Linked DNA regions of Mus musculus: region 2 is linked to region 1. A link is a contact called in public HiChIP or PLAC-seq data. All regions are on one chromosome and are shown on one strand. The core of a region is the stretch at or near the end of the contact, and the rest is flanking DNA. Distances in the headings are between cores, read along the strand shown.

Region 1 (7,584 bases), core at 3,011-5,510:
ATTGCAGGATCCATTGATCAAAAGGGAATTAAAGACATCCCACTGCTGAGTGGTTCAAGTATCCTGAGTTTAGAATGTGTTTCTGGTTCCCTGTCTCTGGCCCAGCAAAGAGCTTTGTCCTCAATGTGCAGTTACTGACCAATGAGGAAGTTGGGTATGACATGCCAGGCCCATGAACTGTAGCTTCGTGTGTGTGCGAAGGCACTCCGTCTGCGTGGAGTTGCCCCACAGAGCCTGCAGGGTGATTGAGACAGGAGTTTCTGTTCAGCAGAATGGTGGAGTGGAACGTCCTGGGAACTGCAGGTCGGCCACCAAAACCCAAAGGAAGCTGGCACCGAGGCGCAAGGTAGGCAACGTGGGCAGTTGGCTGCTGGGGTGCTGGCTAGGTGGCCGACTTGCAAGCCAAAGAATATATACCAGCAGCGATATATTTCTGTTGCTTGACAAGCCTTTCCGGCTGCTGGTGATGGTGCTGGTCCCTGTGTGTCTGACCCATGCTATGCTTGTTTTTTGCTGCCCATAGTTGGAGTCGTTTCCCTTGGAAAGATAGTTTCCACCTTGTGCTTCCCCTTGGCTCCTGAGACTTGAGCTTGATACTCCCAAGTTTAGGATTTAACCTAGACCCCTCCTCTAGAACCTTGGTAGAGTTTTCTAGAAGTCTTTGGTTTCAATAACAGCTGCCAGCTGTGGGATCTCTTTGTCTCATTAGGATAGGAGGGAGTAGACTCTTCTTCAGAACAGGCCAACTCAGCTTCCCTTGGGTAGAGGCACCCCTTTCTCTCATCATCCTCACAGAGTAGTAGGTCCTGCTTCAGCTGTAGTGATATCAGGGAGTGAGACCAACTTCTTCACTACTTTCTTCATTTACCAGGCTTGAAGGTTCTCAAGTCTCTCCCTCCCTCTCCCTGTACCCCTCGCTGCTCTAGTCTGGTGGCAGGCCCTGTAGTGTGCTGCATGGGTGTTGGTAGAAATGACAGCATGCTTTATCACGCATCAGAGTGCCTGCTTTTTTGGAGTTTTCTTTCTTCAAGGAAAAGAAGACTGGAGAATGATGGATCTTCAGATGATCTGCAGACTGGATACTCTTTGGGCTAATTGTGACATTGATGATGTTGCTGTCCTTGGTCTAGGTTAAGGGGGAGAATGGTGCTAGAGATGACTCTTAGGAGGTGATGGATGGTGGAAGTGTGAGGGTCAGGTTTTCCAGAAGCCAGGATGACTGCGGGGCTCTGTGGGATGCTCTGCTTGTATGAGCAGGTGATGACCAACACGTGGGAGCTTTTGAGTCTCAGACCTTTCATAGACCCTTCCTTCCCAGTCACTTTTCACCTTGGTCCCAGGAAAGATTGCTGAGAGCCCCTGATCCATACTCCCGTTTAACGACAATTGCTTCTCGAGATGGGTTAAATGTCTCCGGCCATCAATGGTACCAAGGCCTCACATGGGTTACAGGAGATGGCTCTGCACTTCCCTTGGTCGGGCCCTCTTGAGCCTCAGGCTAGGGGCGGCAGAGGATGGGTATCTGGTTGAATGATACTCTTGTCGGTAGTCTCTGCTGAAGGATTCATCTACCTTAGAGGTAGTGGTGGGGTCATTTAGGCGATTTTGGTGACACTCTGGTCACCCAGCTAAGGATAGATTGAAGCTTTTCGCTCTCCCAGTTCCTGTATTTAACTCTCACGAGAATTCAGTTATAGAATGTATTTTCAACCTGTCTCCATTGCTAAGTATTGTAGCTTTCTGCAAACTCGATGTAAACAGTGAGGAGTTGTCAGTGTGTGTGTGTGTACATCTTTGTCTAGCAGGGAGCTAGGAACATGATTTTCATTGTGTTACTTTACAATGTTCTGAGAAATCAGAGCTGTCTGAAAGTATACACCAATGGCTGCTACTAAGCAAATATTCAATAGACACTGGATGGATGGATGGATGGATGGATGGATGGATGGATGGATGAATGGATGGATGAGGGAAGGAGCAGGTGTGCATTCGTTAGTGTCAGGATCAGGCACACTGTGTGTCCTTACAACTTTTGCATGAAATCCTGAGAAAGAAATTACAGCCACAGAATCTATGGACCCATTTTGCTAGTGGTTAAAAGAGCAGAGCCGCTGGGCATGGTGGTACTCGCCTTCAATCCCAACACCCAAGAGGCAGAGATGGTCGGATCTCTGTGAGTTCAAGGCCAGCTTGGTCTAAGAGTCAGTTCACTTGGCCAGAGTGAGTTCTAAGACAGTCAGGGCTACACAGAGAAACCCTGTCCCCAAAACCAGAACAAGAGAAGTCATGGAGTTAGTTATGGAGTTGTTTTGTTTTGTTTTGTTTTTGTCTACCTAACCAAAACTAAATCCTTAGTGTGAAAATGTTAAGAACTCGAAGATTGTGACCTGTGTAGATGGCTCTCCATAGTACACAGAGGGTGGGTGTTGGGGAAGAGGTCCCAGGGGACAATGATGGACCACACATAGGGTACATTAGGCCCCAGGGGACGCTCTGCACATCATGCTTTCTGCAGTTGTCTGGGTCACTCAGTTCTCCTTCCATGAGTCTGTCTGTGGTCAGGGAGAAGCGGGCAAGGCACTAAGCAAATAGTTTCTATATCTCAGTGTCAGATGGCTTTGTTCTGCCAGGTTGTGACAGAGAAATAGCTATGGTTCTCTGAGCTCGGGGACTTCATAGAGCCTCCCAGACAGCGGGGACACAAACAGCCATGCACAGAAGGCTGACGTGTCTACCACGTGGGTGACAGCCTGGACAGCCACCGCTCAGCAAGTCTCAGAGCAGGTGTCAGCACACTCTCCATGTGATGGGGGTTCGGGGGGCTTTGCAGGCCTCAGTATTCCCCCCTCAGTTTAACAGAACTGCTTTATGAAATTCACTGTTCGTATATCCTGAACACAAAAGATACAACAATCCGGTAAGCCAAGATAGTATAGATTACCTGAAGGCCCGGGACCCAGGCTGAAAAGGTAGCTGACTGTCTTAACGTGTCCTGGGCAGTACTCTGGATTCCCTGGAATTCTGTTGAGAACTACTTCTCAGATTTTCAAACACTTAGCTTCTTTCTCTGGTCTCTGTTTAATTTCCTGCTGTGTCACAGCAACCAAAACAGAGGACCAGAACAAAAGGCTCCAAAGTGGCTCTAGCCCGGCAAGGAGCCCAGATGTCTTCACTTGTACTAAGCAAAATGTCCTAGATGTCAGGGTGTGTTCTCATGTGGCACTTCAGCTTGGAAAGCTCTGAGATGCCGACTACGGCCTCTGTCTTCATGTCATTTGGGGAGCCTTGAGGAAGGACACATGCCAAGTGGAAAGATGGATTACCCCGTCTCATGCCCCTCAGCTAGTCAGTGGAAAAGCGAGGCTCTAACTTATTATTATTATAAGAGTTGTTCAACCTCATTGACCTGGTGGAACCTTCTGGATTTTCAGACATCTGAGGGACATTTACAGTGGCCACCAGATAGATGTAGTCCCTGAATCCTGTTAGCTTTACCGTCAGGTTTTGATGAAGGACTTTGGTGACTTGCTCAGAGTGCTGCTGATGTGCCAGGCTGGATCTGCAAAGTCACCACTGGCCACCATGTTGCAAATGGATCTTAGACTTCATTCACTTTCCCCTTCTTCATCCTTCTTCATTTATAACTTGTGTGCTGGTTTCTGTGTTGCATGGTCTTCCCCAAAACTAACTTTTCAGCTTCTTTTTTTTTTTTTTTTTTTTTTAAATTTATTTATTATTATATGTAAGTACACTGTAGCTGTCTTCAGACACACCAGAAGAGGGAGTCAGATCTTGTTAAAGGTGGTTGTGAGCCACCATATGGTTGCTGGGATTTGAACTCTGGACCTTCGGAAGAGCAGTCGGGTGCTCTTACCCGCTGAGCCATCTCACCAGCCCACTTTTCAGCTTCTTGACAAAGCAACAAACTATGGGTCATTTTAGGGTTCCATCTGCAAAGACTCCAAGACTCACTGCTGCTCTGGCATGGCGCCTCTCTTTCCACAAGCCAACAGCACCAACAGGAAGAATGTGTGTGTGTGTGTGTGTGTGTGTGTGTGTGTGTGTGTGTGCAGGTGCATGTGTGTGTGTATATGTGTGTGTACATGTGCATGCATGTGTGTGTGTTAAGGGTAAGGTGTGAGGGGCCCATAAAAAGCACACATTTGGTATTTTCAGATAACCCTCCCTCGGGCTATTCTTGCCTGGCAGGATGACAGTGCGGATTTGAAGTGTCAGCTTCAGTTTGTCAAAGAGGAAGCTTCCCTGATGCGCAAAAAGATGGCCAAGTTGGGGCGGGAGAAGGACGAGTTGGAGCAGGAACTGCAGAAGTATAAGTCCCTCTATGGTGATGTGGACAGTCCCCTCCCAACAGGGGAGGCTGGTGGTCCCCCCAGCACCAGGGAGGCAGAGCTGAAACTGCGGCTGAAGTTGGTGGAGGAGGAAGCCAGCATCTTGGGCAGGAAGATCGTGGAGCTGGAGGTGGAAAACCGTGGCCTCAAAGCAGAGATGGAAGACATACGGGTTCAGCATGAACGCGAGGGAACAGGCAGGGACCACGTGCCAAGCACTCCTACCTCACCCTTCGGAGACTCAATGGAGTCCTCCACGGAGCTCCGCCGGCACCTGCAGTTTGTGGAAGAAGAGGCTGAGCTGCTGAGGAGATCCATCTCTGAGATTGAAGATCACAACCGGCAGTTGACCCACGAGCTGAGCAAGTTCAAGTTTGAGCCTCACCAGGAGTCAGGGTGGCTTGGGGACGGTGTGTCTAAGGGCCCCGCGGCCAGCGTTCCCCTGCAGGAGGAGCTGAAGTCAGCCAGGCTACAGATCGATGAGCTGAGCGGGAAGGTACTGAAGCTGCAGTGTGAGAACCGGCTGCTTCTGTCCAATGCCCAACGGGGTGACCTCGCCGCACATCTGGGGCTGCGCGCTCCTAGCCCCCGGGACAGTGATGCCGAGAGTGACGCGGGCAAGAAAGAGAGCGATGGGGAGGAGGGCCGCCTTCCCCAGCCAAAGCGAGAAGGCCCTGTTGGTGGGGAGAGCGACTCGGAGGACATGTTTGAGAAGACCTCGGGCTTCGGAAGCGGAAAGCCGTCGGAGGCTAGTGAGCCATGCCCGGCAGAGCTGCTAAGGGTCCGGGAGGATACCGAGTGCCTGGTGACCATAAAGCTGGAGGCTCAGCGGCTTGAGCGGACTGTGGAGCGCCTCATCTCTGATACAGATGGTTTCATCCACGACTCAGGACTGCGGGGCAATGGATTGGCCTCACCTGGAGTCCAAGGCGGAGGAGGTGAGGGCAACAGCCCGAGTGAGCCCCACTTGTTGGAGACCATCAATGTGAGGATGAAGGCTTTCAGGAAAGAGCTGCAGGCCTTCCTGGAGCAGATGTCCCGGATTGTGGATGGTCTCTCGCCCTTATCCCACCTCACAGAGTCATCCAGCTTCCTCTCCACTGTGACTTCTGTGTCCCGGGACTCCCCCATCGGGACCCTGGGAAAGGAGTTGGGCCCAGACTTGCAGGTAAGGGGGCTCCCAGCCTTGCCTCCCTGCTCCGTCTCGTTCTTCCTCCTCCTCTTCGCTGGCATTGCTGCTCTAGGGCTCGCACTGCTTACGGCTGCTTGGTTTTAAGTTCAGACCTGCATTGTACTAAAGTCTCCGCGTCAACTAAATCCTTTCTCTCGGTTGGTTTCTTTCTTTCTTTTGTTTTTTTTTTTTTTTTTTTTTTTTTTTTTTTTTTTTTTAATTTTGTTTTGTAAGTTCGTTTTTTATTTCCTTGTTCCTTCCCCTGTTCTCTTCTACCTTAATCACACCACTATTCGTGGTTTAGAGGGCCTTTCACGACAAGGCCACGCCCAGTGGAGGCGCTAGGGACGGATGCAGCCTTCCATTGCACCTCTCTTGGTGTCTCAACTAACCAGCCACCCTGACGAAGAAGCTATGAGGAGTTTCAGACAAAATACCGACTCCCATCACAGTCAGGACACTTAGACTCAGTTAACAAGCGCCCGACTCCCTCTGGTTTATCACCAGAGGGACAAGTGCAGTTCTGAGAAGTCTCAGGCATCCCAGGCCCACCCACTCCCTCTGGAAGATAATCCGGGATGGGGGAGAGGAGCCAGTTCTGAGGAGGCTGGTTTTGAAGGAAAACCCCCGGCTGCGGCTGCCACGCGCTCCTGCCGCCCTCCCTCGCCGCCCAGGGTGAGGGCCAAGGGGAGTTTCGCCCTGGGTGCATGGCCCAGCTGCTGCCCCGGACTGTGGCTTTGGCTGCTCAACCCACAAGTAAGGAAGGCAGAGCCTCTTCCCCGTGTCCTTCATGGGTAGTGTGCCTGTGTCCCCATTGCATGTGTCTTATATCCAGTGTTACACATATCCGCCCCCTAGATCTGCTTTCCACGTTAGTTCCTCCTTTCGCTCATACCCATTCTAGTTCCGTTTTGTTCGCTCTCTTAGGTGTTTGCGTTGATTTCTTTTCTTTTTTTAATTCACGCTCTTCTCTGTCTGATAGTTCTTCCCATTGTCTACCCACTTCATGTTTTACCCTCCACCTCCTCCAGCTTTTACCTACCCCTTTGTCTTCTATTTCCCATTGAAAAATTAAAAGCAAAAGTGAAATAAATCCCCTTCATGCACCTCACAGTCCAAACTGAGAGAGCAGCTGGAATGGCAGCTCAATCAGGATCGAGGGGACGAGCGAGAGGGCCTGCGTCTCCGAGCCACTCGGGAGCTGCACCGGCGCGCGGATGGGGATTCCGGGAGCCACCATGGGCTGGGAGGCCAGAGCTGTTTCAACCTAGAGGTAAGTGAGCTGCCGGGCTCACTGCTGGTCTTTCACCTCCCTTCCCTGAGTGGGTGCTTCATGAGCTGGGGGGATGAATTCTGGACTCACAGGCCTGGGATAGGAAGAGCTGAGCATGTATGCATATAGCAAGCAGTATGCAATTTAACAGAAGCAAGCAGAATCACCATCTACTTGTGGAGAGAAGCCCCCGTGAGGGGCAGAGACTGGCAGAGCCCCTGGCCCTCTAGGGAGAGCACCCCCTGTCACATTTTCTTTAATGTTTCCCCAGTACAATCTTTGGACAGAGTTAAGTATATCCACTTTAATCCTCGGTTATATAACTAAAATGTAACAGAGTAGCCTCATACTGGAGCTATCCATTTCCCCATGGATTTCGTGAGTTTTAGTGTTTCAGGACTCTGAAACTTTCACAAGAAAGCCTCTTTGTTAGCCTGTACAGCACACAGGGAAGGCCTCTATCCCACAACGTTGGTAGTTGCTCGAGGAGACACAAACGCACACTTTTCAAATGGCTCCAGGGTGATTCATCACCGGGACAGACACCCGGGAAGACACTTTCTCCAGCCTTTGATGAGTGGTGTACCACTCATCTATTCCTATCAGAGGCGTTTTGAGCCCCAGGGCTCTAGGCTGGATATGCACTACCAGCTTGGTCTCCTGAGCAAGACGCGGAGCTATTTTCCATCTATGCCACGGGTCCAAGTTCTGCTCTGCTCACCTCCTGTGCTCCCGCGGTGAATCTCAGGAGATCCCTTAAGCTGTGAGTGGGGACTGCCTCTCCCGGAACC
Region 2 (7,584 bases), core at 3,234-5,733, 99 kb before region 1:
TCATTCTCAGCCTCCCTTTCAGGTGTACCTACCCAGTTCTCTGTGACTCCTGGACAGCTACACTGAATGCTGGGAGTTCTCTAGAGAATGACCTCACAGCCCTGAGGGCACTTCACCAGTCTTACAGCTCTGAGATCCTGACAGGGCCAGTAAGTGGCCCCCTGAGAGCCCTGACTGGAGGTGTTTCTGGCCCTGTTTCCACAGAGAAAACAACTTGAGTTATCCGTAGACTCTGCCCCACAGTTATCCGGCAATAGCCAGGTATGCCTGACTCTGTAAAAGGGGCTGTTTGGCCCCTCCGCTCTCTTACTCTCTTGCTCTCTTTCCCTCTTACACTTTTCCCTCTCTGCCCCTTCTCTCCCATTCCCCTCCCCCCTCTCTCCTCTCTTCACGTGTTGTTGATAGACTACCTCTGTGTGTGTGTGTGTGTGTGTGTGTGTGTACTCCCTTCCCAACTCCCCTCCCCATGCCCTAAATAAACTCTATTCTATACTATCCCGCCCTATGGCTGGTACCTCAAGGGAAAGGGATGCCTCAGCATGGGCCCCCAGAGGCACCCCCTTCCACCTCACCATACTGCACCTATACCAAACATATCCCTGGCTTCCCTTTCTGGACCAAGGCCACTTGGTGAGCTCTCTGCTTCAGTTGCTAACAGTTGGCTCATTAGTGCTAATTCAGGCGATCTACAATCCTTTCCTCGGCTATTCATATCTTCATTCATTCATTCATTCATTCGTTCATTCATTCATTCACTTTCCTCATTGACCTGTTTGCAGTGCTGGGGGCTGAGCCTAGAGTTTGACACATCTGGGGTTTTCCTTATTTTAAATCTTGGGTTAGCTCAATGGGAAAAGGCACTTGCTACCCACCCTGACCACCGGAGTTCAGTCTTGGAACCCACTTGGTGGAGGAAGAGAATTAAGTCCCACAGTTTGCCCTCTGGCCTCTGTGTGAAAACTGTGTTAGGAGTGGGGTCACACACACACACAAAGAAATAAATAACGGCAAGTCTCATTTAGTATTTTCCGCCTTTCCATTTGGTTTAACACTTAACACTCTGTACAAAGTTCATCATGTTTTACTTCAGCATTTCGTCTTGCTCGGCTATTTTTCTGTGCTAGGGATACAGTCCAGGGCCTCACACACGCTAGGCAAGCACACTATAGTAAGGAACACCTTCAGGACGGTCAAGTTCTGCTTAAACAGTTCCTAACTGCCTACTGAGAGGCCACCAGCTTCGCGACCACAGACTAGTTTAGCAAGTTTTTTTTTTGTTTGTTTGTTTGTTTTGCTTTAATAGCATGCAAATGGCCTCACTGGGTACCCTACTGGACTTCTTCAGAACGAAGATTGTTGGATCCGCCCAGATCCTAACCTTCCTATAAACACTAATCAATACTAACATCTAGAAAAGAAAGTCATATAAAACAAACAGACAAAAAACCTTGGGGGACAGCTCTGCAGCAGGCACTGCATTAGGATCTGAGTTCTTCCCAGGAGAGTTCAGTTCCTGAGTGGGGGCTACCGCACATTCACTGGGTAACTCTGGTCTCGGCTTCTGGCTCTGCATGGCCTCAGAGAGTCCTGAACTTTGGAAAGTCACACCAAATAAAGTTGGCTAATCCTGATTATTATAAAATGTAATATCCTTGCTTTTTGAAATAAGTCATTATCGAGTTATAACAATAGTATGGGCTGGAGCGATGGCTCAGCAGTTCAGAACACTGGCTGCTCCTCCAGAGGTTCTGAGTTCAATTCCTAGCAACCACAGGGTGGCTCACAACCATTGGGTTCTGATGACTGTGTCTGAAGATAGTGATGATGTACATAAAATAAATAAATCTTTAAGCCGGGCATGGTGGCGCATGCCTTTAATCCCAGCACTCGGGAGGCAGAGGCAGGCGGATTTCTGAGTTCGAGGCCAGCCTGGTCTACAAAGTGAGTTCCAGGACAGCCAGGGCTACACAGAGAAACCCTGTCTCAAAAAACCAAAAAAAAAAAAAAAAAAAAAAAAAAAATCTTTAAAGAAAAGAAAAGAACAACAGTAAACTTCTGTATTTTATAATGTGTGTTGTGATTGACTTGAGCCAATCTCAGAGACATAGCCATATTCATATCAAGGCTCGACAGGACCATATTTATACGTCCATTCATCTGTTTACTTATTTCTTTGGTTTGGTGTTTCAAGACGTGGCTTCTCTGGGTAGACCTGGGTGTCCTAGAACTCATTTTGTAGCCGGGCGGTGGTGGCGCACGCCTTTAATCCCAGCACTTGGGAGGCAGAGGCAGGCAGATTTCTGAGTTCGAGGCCAGCCTGGTCTACAAAGTGAGTTCCAGGACAGCCAGGGCTATACAGAGAAACCCTGTCTCGAAAACAAACAAACAAACAAAAAACAGAAGTGTAGACTGTTAGCATTCAGTCTAAGCTCCGCCCCACAGTTACCTAGCAATCGCTAAGTATGCCTGACTCACTATAAAAGGGGCCACTTGGCCCCTCCTCACTCTGTTGCTTTCTTGCCTTCTTTCTCCCCATTCCCTGCCCCCCCTCCATCCCCATGTCTCCATGTACTCATTGCTTATGGCCGGCCTCTACTTCTCCCCCCACCTTTCCCTCTCCTCTCCTCTTCCTTTTGCTGCCTCTACTACCCTCTTAACTCCCTTCCCCATGTCCTTAATAAACTCTATTCTATACTATCCCGTCATGTGCTGGTCCCTCAGGGGGAAGGGATGCCTCAGCATGGGCCGCCAAGGCACCTCCTTTCCCCATACCTGACTACACCTCCATAAAACATACTGCCCCCCCCCCCTTTATCTTTTTATAAACACATTCTGTTCACATTCATGAGATTCCCCTGCCTCTCAGCCTGGCGGTTGGTGTGTGATGTAATTACTCCTAAGACACTTGGGGATGGGCCTGATGGCAGGTGTGTCCTGAAGGTGTAAATGAGTGTCTGAATGGATGGTGACTGGTGATCAATTGTGTCTGCCAAGGAGGGAAGCAAGCAAGAAAGGAAATTCCGTGTGCAGTAATGTGACTTTGTGGGTACAAGGATCAATTTAAATCGGCAGTGTACGCTTACTGTTTGGGAAATCTGCCTTGGCGTACTTCAATAACAATTCACACAGACAAGCGTCACTACCGTACTGTAGTGAGCATTTAGCGTTAATTGCCTTACAGAAGCATGTTGCTCCCATACAAAATGACAAATGTCACAGCTACGCTTTAACCTATTAGTATAAATTAAATCATAAACAGCGACAGTCGCGGGTGGATCAGTGGCACTGAGCAATCTATGAGGGAACGGGAGGCTGGGGGCTGGTCACACTGGCTGCAGGCCATCTGCGCTGATGAGGGGAGGTCAGCCTGTACCAGTGCACAGGGTCGCCTCAATGCTAAGGACTCGATAAAAATTCTCTCCTCCTCCAGTCCTCCTGAATTTTACCAAGGAAAGCAGCCCTGCTGATGTGGGGGAGACTAGCAGAGACTGGAAGCCACACCCTTTCCCAAGACCAATTTGCACTTGCAGCTGGGCTCCTGACCTCCGGAGACTGCCAGCTAATCGGATCACGTTGAACCAGGGCGGGGAGGCCCTGGGACCCATCAGATAGGCAATACTGGGCTCTCCAAGCCACAGTAACTTCTGCCCAGGAGGAGCCTGTTTAAGCCGAGAAGAACCCGCCCAGACACACACACAACCCCCTCCCAAAAAAGAGGCTAACTTTGTTTTGAAAGTCATCCTAAAATGCCCTCCTTAGGATTATGACTTTGCGTAGGCCCTTTTGGTTTGTGACTGACAACCTCCGATTTGACCACTTTATTTTTATCGCCGTACCACAGATTCTTCAGGTTAGCGTTGAATTTGAGTTAGGCTACGACGAAAACAAAGAGTTGGCCTCCCAGTTCAGCTTTGCTAATTGAAATGTGAAAACAAGAGTAAGAAGGCAGGACAATAGGGGTCCGGGCTAAACCTTTATTCTACAGCTCCCGCAACAGCCGCGCCTTTCTTTGTCCCTCTAGACACCCGTAGGCTCAGTGACTTCAGAGGGAAGGCTCCAGCTGTATGCAAAGCGCAGGGTCGGAGGTGGAGGCTGTGGCAAAGGGTGCTGTGTGCCGTACTGGATTTCCATATCAATAGCTGCCTATTCTGTCTTCCTTTCTGTTTCTTCCCCCACTTCTTGGTTAAGGATGACCTTGAACGGCCTATCTTCCCCCACCCTCCTAACCCCCCACCCCCGCTTCCAAGTGCTGAATTTACAGGCTTCTGTCACAACTCCCCGTTTTGGATGAATTTATTCTCAAAGGAGCTTGCGAAACAAGCGGATTTTGGTCACCTGATGTCTGAACCAGGGACTCCAAGATAGAGGGAAAGTGACTTATCTAGGATCCATGGCTTCTAACCAGCAGAATGGAAACTCCCTTCAGAGACTCTCATACAGTCTTGGCCCACAACCTACATGCAGCCTGGTGGGTTCGTACAGCTCCTCGGAGCATGCGTGCGCTGAGGCTGCCTAAGCGGGCGAGCACAGCTCCTCGGAGCATGCGTGGGCTGAGGCACGCTAGTCTTGCTTTCCTCCTTTCTCCACTGTCTGTCATGCTCTCCCTCTGTCACCTGTCCTCTAGGAGTGTGGTTTGGAGAGCTGATCCACGCTTCCCTGCCCTCTTGTCTTTGTGAGGGAAGGAGGTCGGTGGTACCAGGAGCGCTGAGGCCTGAGGTCTCTATACACTGTTTTAGAGGGGACAGGGGGGTACAAGCGATACGGAGGAGGAGAGAATGAGTCCAGAGGACAGCTTGGAACAGAGCCGGCTGGGCGTCAGTTCCGCCAAGCCTCAGAAAGGAGACGAATGCAATGGTTTTCCTTTTTTGATGGTCCAATATTGAGGCAGGTTAAGGGATATCAGGGAAAGCTTTTTCCAGAGCCTGCTGGTCTCCAAAGGGCTTTCATTGATAATCACTAGAGGCTGGAAAGGGCACGGCGGTTAAGGGAAGCGATTGCCCTACAGAGAGCCTGACTCAGTCCCCAGCACCCATGTCAGGCAGCTCACAACCACCGATATAACTCCATCTCCAAAGGATCTGACCCTTCTGGCCTCTGATTGGCACCTGTACTCACATACACAGACATACTCAAACAGACAGGCATACACGCATACCACCATACCCGTCTCTTCTTTTAATTGACAAACAATAATTGTGCATGGGCATGTATGTATCACACGATTTTTTTTTTTAAACACAGTCATGTTTTAAAAGATTTATGTATTTTTACTAACGTGTATGTGCATGCATCTGTGTGAATTTTATGTGTACCATTTCATGAAGGTGCCTGTGCAGACCGGAGGGTGGCAGATGTCCTGACACTGGAGTCATAAGTGATTGGGAGTCACCTCATGTGATGGGCTAGGGTCCTCCCTTAGGTCTTCTGCAAGAGCTAGACTCACTCTTAGCTACTTTGAGGGCCTGCCAGCGACACCCGCTCTCTGGGTAGAATGCAATGAAACAGTCTATTTCTAGTCTGCAGATAGATGATGACATGTGGCCTCTGTAATCCACCGTAGGAAAAAGATTACCGTGCACACACTGGTTCTGTGTGAGCCAAAGTATCCTGCTCTAAGTTTTCATCAGCTAAATTGATCTTCATCTTTGGGTGGTTTACGTTTGTAAATGTGGCAAGTGCTAGTAGTGATAGACTTCTCAGCTTGAATAATGTGGAGAAAAGAGTGAGGTTTTTGCACTTATAAATGAGAAATGGGAGTGGTACAAGTCTCTCAAGCAACGTAAGATAAGATGTGAAACATTCAAGTTGGTAGTTGACCCCATTTTATTTGATTGAGAAAATACTTCATTATAAAATATTTTAACCCTTCATTTTCCTCCTGTAAGTAGCTATTTTCTCTTTATAAAATGGGAAAGGAAATTTGAAAAAAAATTCCAAATTCAGGAGGTAAGCCATTTCACCTTGAAATGGCCACCAAGCATCCCATGGTGTGAACAGGACTCTGGAGCATTGCTTCTGCAAGAAAGGCAACTCTGTGTTTTTGTTTTTGTTTTTGTTTTCTTAGAGACAGGGTTTCTCTGTATAGCCCTGGCTATCCTGGAACTCACTGTGTAGACCAGGCTGGCCTCAAACTCAGAAATCCGCCTGCCTCTGCCTCCCGAGTGCTGGGATTAAAGGTGTGCGCCACCACGCCCGGCTAACTCTGGGTTTTTTTTCAGGGTAGAGTTTCTCTGTGTAGCACTGCCTGTCTTGGGACTTGATTCAGGACATGTATGAGACCAGGCTGGTCTCAAACTCAGACAGACAGACAGACAGACAGACAGACAGACAGACACACACACACACACACACACACACACACACACACCTCCTGTTGGCATTAAAGGCATGTGCTACCACCACACAGCTTTTTTTATTCTTTCTTCTGGTCATGGTGTTTTGTCACAGCAGTAGGAAATTAACCCAAAACAGCTACAAGCTGGAAATGGGGAACAGTGCCACGCCAGAATAAAGCAGAAGAATTAGAAGTACAAGGCCATGCCCCTGCTATACACCATGTTCAAAGCCAGTCTGATATGCCTGACACCCTGTCTCAAGCAAACAAACAAAAGGGACCTCTGGGCTGGAAAGATGGCTCAGTGGTTAAGAGCACTAGCTGGGTTTTCCAGAGGAACCAGGTTCAGTGCCCACACAGTGGATCACACCCATCTGTAATTCTCAACCTACGGATCCTAGCACTTGTCTGGCCTCCGAAGGCACCAGGTAACATGTGGTAAGCGGACATATATGTAGGCAAAACACACAATACAATTTTTTTCAAAAGTGACCTCTATTGTGTGAAAATCCTAAAAATATTGACCAGATTCAAACTCGAACAAATAGAAAAGGCATTTTTGAGGCAAGAGAAAAGAGAAATCAAGAGAGTATACAAAGGCCAAATTGAATGTAACTCCGTTATAGACACTTCAAGCAACCTACAGATCATCATCGGGCTGGTGAGATGGCTCAATGGGTAAGAGCACTGACTGCTCTTCTGAAGGTCCTGAGTTCAAATCCCAGCAACCACATGGTGGCTCACAACCATCTGTAATGAGATCGAATGTCCTCTTCTGGTGTGTCTGAAGACAGCTACAGAGTACTTACATATAATAAATCAATAAATCTTTTTTTAAAAGTCATCATCTCTGCAGGATGGTAACCCTCCCTTTGGTCACAGTTTTACACAAAACACATGCATCCAGCATTCAGATCCCAGCTAACAATGTGGTTTATGTCCTTGGAATCATGGTACAATCTTCCAAGTCCATGATTTTTCTGTCACCTTTTTCATAAAAAGAGAATTTCTAATGAAATGGCCACCCTTGTACAGAGAGTGTGAAGGACATGTGTGGCTCCCTGGTCTCCTGAGCTTCAGATCTGTGATGCTACCTGCTCTGTGAGGCTGAGAGCTGAGTCTGTGAGCTGTGCTTGCTAAGCAACCTGGGATTGCTCAAACGGCCGTGCTGCTAAGCATGTCCTCCTGAAAGTGTCAGCCAGAGGCTCACACTGAAGTCCTTGAACCAGTATTTAGTAGGACTCTCTCAG

The links. HiChIP or PLAC-seq counts read pairs in DNA pulled down with a chosen protein or histone mark.
Region 2: an H3K27ac HiChIP or PLAC-seq map of embryonic stem cells shows a contact between it and region 1, with 9 read pairs. The contact joins two enhancer-like sites. A contact is called at or near these places in 1 of 484 Hi-C or Micro-C datasets (embryonic stem cells), 6 of 115 datasets of contacts at active chromatin or transcription factors (embryonic fibroblasts and embryonic stem cells) and 3 of 9 other capture datasets (adipose tissue, liver and pancreatic islet).

What each region holds. Positions count from the first base shown.
Region 1 is chr17:66,377,062-66,384,645 of GRCm38.p6, reverse strand. Mtcl1 (microtubule crosslinking factor 1) reads left to right here. Exons shown (of 14, transcript NM_172963.4): 5 at 4,210-5,517; 6 at 6,635-6,793. Among named protein-coding and RNA genes, the nearest start is that of Mtcl1, 69 kb to the left of the region's middle. Within about 2 kb of position 4,260, at least 8 of the 459 cell types and tissues checked have an H3K27ac peak or open chromatin away from gene starts, as enhancers often do. A contact at or near this core is called in embryonic stem cells, where this site is marked.
Region 2 is chr17:66,476,405-66,483,988 of GRCm38.p6, reverse strand. No RefSeq gene overlaps it. Among named protein-coding and RNA genes, the nearest start is that of Gm41608, 26 kb to the left of the region's middle. RefSeq lists an enhancer at 1,844-5,593. Within about 2 kb of position 4,483, at least 124 of the 459 cell types and tissues checked have an H3K27ac peak or open chromatin away from gene starts, as enhancers often do. A contact at or near this core is called in embryonic stem cells, where this site is marked.